2 separate regions of the Mus musculus genome follow, and region 1 is linked to region 2. A link is a contact called in public Hi-C data. All regions are on one chromosome and are shown on one strand. The core of a region is the stretch at or near the end of the contact, and the rest is flanking DNA. Distances in the headings are between cores, read along the strand shown.

Region 1 (2,913 bases), core at 74-2,573, 3.3 Mb before region 2:
AGTACACTTTTATCCTGCATCTTTCCAAAAACAAAACATTGACTTCCAATTCTCTTACCCTCCAGCTGCCCAGCAAACAATTCTTATTTGGCTTATGATGCTTATATGGCTTCATCATCTGGGAATCATCTTTTGGTTGGTTACTGGCACTATTAAAAATACCTTTCTCTTTCCTCTTCTGCAATAGTTCACTGTCTACTCTATGTTTGCTATACTGCCCAACTCCCCCATTAATCGGTCCTCCATTTATAAACTGCTTAAAATTTGATGTATCCAGCCATTCTACTTCCAGAATTTAATAGACACAAAAGCCAGCCATGACTTGACTCCTGTCTCCTTCTGTAGCCTCATCTTTCTCATCAGCTCTTGTAGAACTTTTAAGACAGATAAGTGGCACTCAGCCTTCTCCATGAACCACTGATCCCTGTTCTGCGGGGACTCCCTTTATTTGGATCCACATTTACCATCGTCTTTTTGTACTGGAAAAAAGATCATACTTAAGTTTAAAACTCTAACCTATTGTTAGTAAAGTTATCAAGTCTTCCCTCCATTCATACTTCCAAACGCCAAGTACTAGGTTTCTAGACTGCAAACTTGATTGAGTGTACATTCATTCCTTTAAGTAGTCATGCCAACCAACCAAGCCGTTGGTTCTTCATTTGGGGCCAAAGGAAATGAGAATTTTAAAGTCCAGGGAAGAACGTGTGGCCGCTAACAGACACTAGGCAAACTATCTCGAACTTGTGGGCAGTTTTAAAGAAAACAACCGATTCAGTTTAACTACTAATTTAAGACATTAGTGTGTTACGGAGCCGTCGCCTTATCTCAGTGCCAAATCTAGTGTCGAAGGGTCTACTCCAAAAGGAACCCGAAGCCCATATGCTGAGGCCAGTTCTCCACTCGGTCAGCTACCGAGACCCTCCAACCAGGACAAGCGACCAATCCACCAACTCGGACTTGATCTGCGACAAACCACGTTGCAGGCTACACACTGGAAAACTCTTGCAAGAGAACCTAGCAGCCCCCAGAAGCAAGATGGCGGCCTCCCCCTCCCCTTCTTTCTCCAGGAACCCCTCCATGTCCGGGGAAGACGAAAACACCGCGACACGGGAATCCCGGCACGGCCTTGGGGGGGGGGGGCGGGCTACGCCTCGCGAACCCGGGGACTCGCCGTGGGTCCACCGGGAGGCTGTACCACTGCGCCTCCCCCGCGCCCGTAGAGCCTTTGTTCGCAGTCGCCATGGAGTACTCGGCCCCACGGCCAGGAAGTGCGGCCTGGCGCCCCGCCCCGCTGGCCCGCGCCCCGGAAGTGATCTGCGGCGGCTGCTGCAGAGCGGCCGGGAGGAGGGTGGGTCTCCCTAGAGCGGAGCGCCGGAGTCCTCCTCCTCCGCCGCCGCCCAGGCCGCCGCCGCTGCCGCCGCCCTCCGGACTCCTCTTGCCGCGCCCCGCGCGGAACTCCGAGCGCGGTCCGATCGGCGCAGCCGAGGCCCAAGAGCCCGCGGGTCGAGCGGCTCGCGGTGCAGGTGAGAGCTCGCCGGCCGGGGAGGCCGGGCCGCGGCGGGGGTGTGTCCGACGGGCCGGGCCCGCGGCCGCCGAGATTGCACGTCCCGCCTGCCGCCTGGGCTGGGACCCGACTGCGCCCCGACAGCGGGCGGCGTCTCCGGAAGGTCACCTGTATAGCGCCGGTGGCTCCCAGGGCTGTGCCCGGGCGGTGCCCGCGACCTGGGGCCGCCGCCGCCGCCGCCGCAGTCCCTGCGCCGCACTCCACCCCGACCTCCCTCGCTTTCAAGCCACTCTGCCGGTACAGAGCGGCTGCTTTTCGAGCTTCTCTGCCAGTGTTTGGAAGGAATGGCGTTTTCAGACTAAAGTCTTTAGACGCGTCCAGCTGAATGCTCGAAGGCTCTTCTAGTACAGGTTTAGCCTTTAGAAGAGGAAGGGAATGTAGGCATTGTGTGATGGGGGTATCTTCCGCGTTCGGTGCCTGAAAGATGTCAAGGAGTAGAAGATACGATTTGTGTGCTTTACTTGGGCATTCGTGTGTTGGAGTGGGCGGGCGTGGTGGCGCTGAGGTGGTTGTGTTGTCGGGAGACTTAGGAGGAATTAAAGAATTTACTGGCCTTTGCATGGAAACCAGAACGTCCAGACTTGTGAGAGCTCATCTGAGTGTCTTTGAGCTACTGTGAGAACTCTGGTGCCACGCCCTACCTGTCAAGCCAGGAAGCACACAATTTACAAACAGTTTGGGTACGTGTGCCGGGAGAACCTTTATTTCTGTAAATTCTTTTCCTGTAAATAAATTACAGCTTTAATCACGTTCCCAAAATTGACTAACAGATTTATTACTCACAGTGTAGAAGGCATTCCCTTTGGCTTATGCTTGTTAATATGTACTATTACCTATGCTGTTTGTATCTGTTGATACAATATTCTTATAAATGACTCCTGTGACCCTTAAGATGTTTCTACGGCTCAGTTGTTTTCAGAGGAGGAGCCTTTTCATCTTCTCTGTTACCACGTAAAGTGCTCAGAACTCCCCACATTTCTTCACTGAATGGATGTGAATGTGTACAGTTGATGGAAAAGTCACTTTCCAGAAGCGATTGACTGTGGCTGGTACTTGCATACCAAGCAAAAGGTACTAGATTCCATCTCTAGCAAGGCCTCCAAACAATTTTGTTAAGAGCACAGTTTTGTTACTTTGGGATTCTTGGAACATGAAAATTTTGCATTGTCTTTTTTGTTCTCCAGGAGATCAAGGAAAAATTCAGGAAGAATTTCATTTTCACTATTCTGACCTGGAAAAGGTTAAAAATATTTAGGGACTGTGATTAGACGAATACTCATTTATATTTTATTGTTTCATGTTTATTTCTAGAGTATATCCAGAGTTAGAAGGAAGAGATTTACTGGCAA
Region 2 (3,167 bases), core at 526-3,025:
CCTGAGTGAGGTAACACATTCACAAAGGAACTCACACAATATGTACTCACTGATAAGTGGATATTAGCCCAAAACCTAGGATACCCAAGATATAAGATACAATTTGCTAAACACATGAAACTCAAGAAAAATGAAGACTGAAGTGTGGACACTATGCCCCTCCTTAGAAGTGGGAACAAAACACCCTTGGAAGGAGTTACAGAGAGAAAGTTTGGAGCTGAGATGAAAGGATGGACCATGTAGAGACTGCCTTATCCAGGGATCCACCCCATAATCAGCATCCAAACGCTGACACCATTGCATACACTAGCAAGATTTTATCGAAAGGACCCAGATGTAGCTGTCTCTTGTGAGACTATGCCAGGGCCTAGCAAACACAGAAGTGGATGCTCACAGTCAGCTAATGGATGGATCACAGGGCTCCCAATGGAGGAGCTAGAGAAAGTAGCCAAGGAGCTAAAGGGATCTGCAACCCTATAGGTGGAACAACATTATGAACTAACCAGTACCCCGGAGCTCTTGACTCTAGCTGCATATGTATCAAAAGATGGCCTAGTCGGCCATCACTGGAAAGAGAGGCCCATTGGACACACAAACTTTATATGCCCCAGAACAGGGGAACGCCAGGGCCAAGGAGGGGGAGTGGGCGGGTAGGGGAGTGGGGGTGGGTGGGTATGGGGGACTTTTGGTATAGCATTGGAAGTGTGAATGAGCTAAATACCTAATAAAAAAATGGAAAGAAAAAAAAAAAAAAAGAAAGAAAATGGTCAAAACACAGTCCTTTGTCTAAGTTCATCCATGATGGTTTTTTCTTAAACAGGGAACAATAGTTCCCCTTAACTGCACTTTGAGAAAATATATATAACTCTTTAATTCTTTCTCCCAAAACATAAGGGTCTAAAATCGTTTTAAAGCAATTTGTTAGTGGATCAAGCAAAATACAGAGGTTATCAGTTTGCATGTGCCACAAAAACTTGACAGGAAATCAGCGCCTTCATTTTATACTTCTTAAGCTTCTACAGGAGCACAGGCGAAACCGAAAGCAGTGTGAGCTTCAAAGCACATCGCTGCTAAACAGAGACTAAAACTAAGATTTAACAGCAAATAAGGATCTCCCAAAAGAAAAAGGACGTCTCACACGTCCCATAAGGAGTCTGGGTTTACAAAGCTCTCGCTCAGGCCTAGCCGGGCCAGTAAAGAAATCCTGGACCTGAAGAGAGCAGCTGAAAACAGACTATCTCAAAGCACCCTTCTCCTAGTCTAGAAGGAGAGCCAGTGCTTAGTGCTTGGCTTGGGGCCTCCCGTCCCTCGGCCCGCAACACGGCCGGCCTCAGCCAGGGCCCAGGCCTGGCACGGAACATGACTCTGCAAAGCTACGAGTCCAGCTCCGTCACCGTGCACTCCTACGCAAACACCAGCCAGGTCCGACACACGGGACCATGTCTGGGGCGCTCCTGTGATCTGCGACGCATGGAACCTGCGGGTCCCCCGAATACCTGAATGTAGTCAGCGAGAAGCTGTAACCGCGCTCTGCCATCTTTACCCGGAAAGTCGGAACACAGCCACGCACATGCGCAGTAAGTATGCTTCCTTTAATTTTTTTTTTCTTCTTTGCTCTGATTGGAGGAGAGTCACCTAGGGGTAGCTGGGAGTTGGAGTTTTTGGATCACAGCGGTCTTTGACCCTTGCGCATGCGCAAGAGGGGCCTGCGCATGCTCTGAGCGAGGAGGCGGGGAAGTGGGCGGACTTAACGCATGCGCTCAGCCCGCGTCCCGCTCTGTCTTGAGAAGATCATGGCTCCTTCGTTGCTGCTGCTTTCACTACCATGGCCGGTGCGTCCCGGACCGCTCCAGAGGTGCTGGGAGCTGCTACAACGGCAACTGCAGCAGAGCTGGAGTCGCTTTGTCAGTCCTCCGTGGGGTCCGTAAGGAGAGAGTTCGTGGAAAGAGGGTTGGTGAGGGCTTCCGGGTTGTAGCGTGGTTTTTGGTTGGTTGATTGGTTCGTTATTTTATTTGTTTGTTTGTTTATTGGTTATTTATTTATTTATTTATTTATTTATTTATTTATTTATTTATTTATTGAAACTGTCACCGTAGCCAGGGTGGTCTAGAACTCACTGTATAGCCCAGGCTAGCTTCGTATTTATTTATTTATTTATTTATTTATTGAAACTGTCACCGTAGCCAGGGTGGTCTAGAACTCACTGTGTAGCCCAGGCTAGCTTCGAGCTCCTGGTATCTTGGGCGTTAAATTTGAGATTGCTGTATTATTTACAGTGTATCGCAAAAGTGATAATGCCCAGTCTGAACAGAGATATATTTTATTATATCTCAAGCGCAGCATAATAAATAATTGTCTCCATGTTCTACCTGAGATAATCATTTCAGTCCATTCGTTGTCTAATAGGCCTGTGCTTGGACAGTTTATGTAGTGGTAAGAAGTCCTAAGAATTGAACGAACGTTCGCAAGTCTGAAGAACATAAGAAAGGGTAAAGAAGTGATCTAAGCAATTTAGAAAAACAAAGGTGAAACACTTGATAATCTCATAAATAATAAATCTTTTCTTAGAACACAGGTTAAGATTAAATATTAAGGAAAAATTTAATGGCTTTAGGAACCTACCAGGTTTAAAGAAAAAGGACCTAACTGGATCAGGATAGTGTGGTACAGATGACCATTGTAGTCATCTCAGTGATGTGAGTGAATGTAGGGAGTCTCGGGATTAGATTACTTGTACACTACTTATTACTGAACTGCAGTGTCCCGGATTATATACGGAGGAAATGCTTAGTAGAGTAGCCTGGCTGCTTTGGTAGCTTGCAATAAGAAAGCATTCCAGTTGAAGTATTTTAAATTGCCTTTTATATGAGCTTTAGTATATTTTAATAGCTGGGGATTATTACTAATGTTTGTTGTGTTTAACATTCAAAACTATTTATGTCAGGCCAGCCATATGGCTCAGTAGTAAAGGACCTTGTTGCTAAGTCTCAGGACCTGGGTCCTAGCCCCATGGCCAGTATGACGTAAGGAGAGAACTAACTCTGAAAGCTGTCCTCTGACCTTACATGTGCACATATACTCACAAACACATATAATTTATAGGTGTGTATATTTAGTGACACTACACATGTTGACTGTTAAAGGAAATAGTGGCTGTATTCATTTAG

The links. Hi-C and Micro-C count contacts between places; a contact is called where the count stands out from the background.
Region 1: a contact with region 2 is called in a Hi-C map of CD4 T cells, with 6 times the contacts expected there. The contact joins the promoter of Rala here to the promoter of Mrpl32 in region 2. A contact is called at or near these places in 1 of 39 promoter capture datasets (pre-B cells) and 1 of 484 Hi-C or Micro-C datasets (CD4 T cells).

The regions. Positions count from the first base shown.
Region 1 is chr13:17,942,627-17,945,539 of GRCm38.p6, reverse strand. Rala (v-ral simian leukemia viral oncogene A (ras related)) reads left to right here and starts at 1,323. Exons shown (of 5, transcript NM_019491.5): 1 at 1,323-1,523.
Region 2 is chr13:14,611,645-14,614,811 of GRCm38.p6, reverse strand. It overlaps Mrpl32 (mitochondrial ribosomal protein L32), which reads left to right and starts at 1,775. Exons shown (of 3, transcript NM_029271.2): 1 at 1,775-1,920. The coding sequence starts at 1,794. Psma2 (proteasome subunit alpha 2) reads right to left here and starts at 1,570. Exons shown (of 8, transcript NM_008944.2): 1 at 1,497-1,570. The coding sequence starts at 1,537.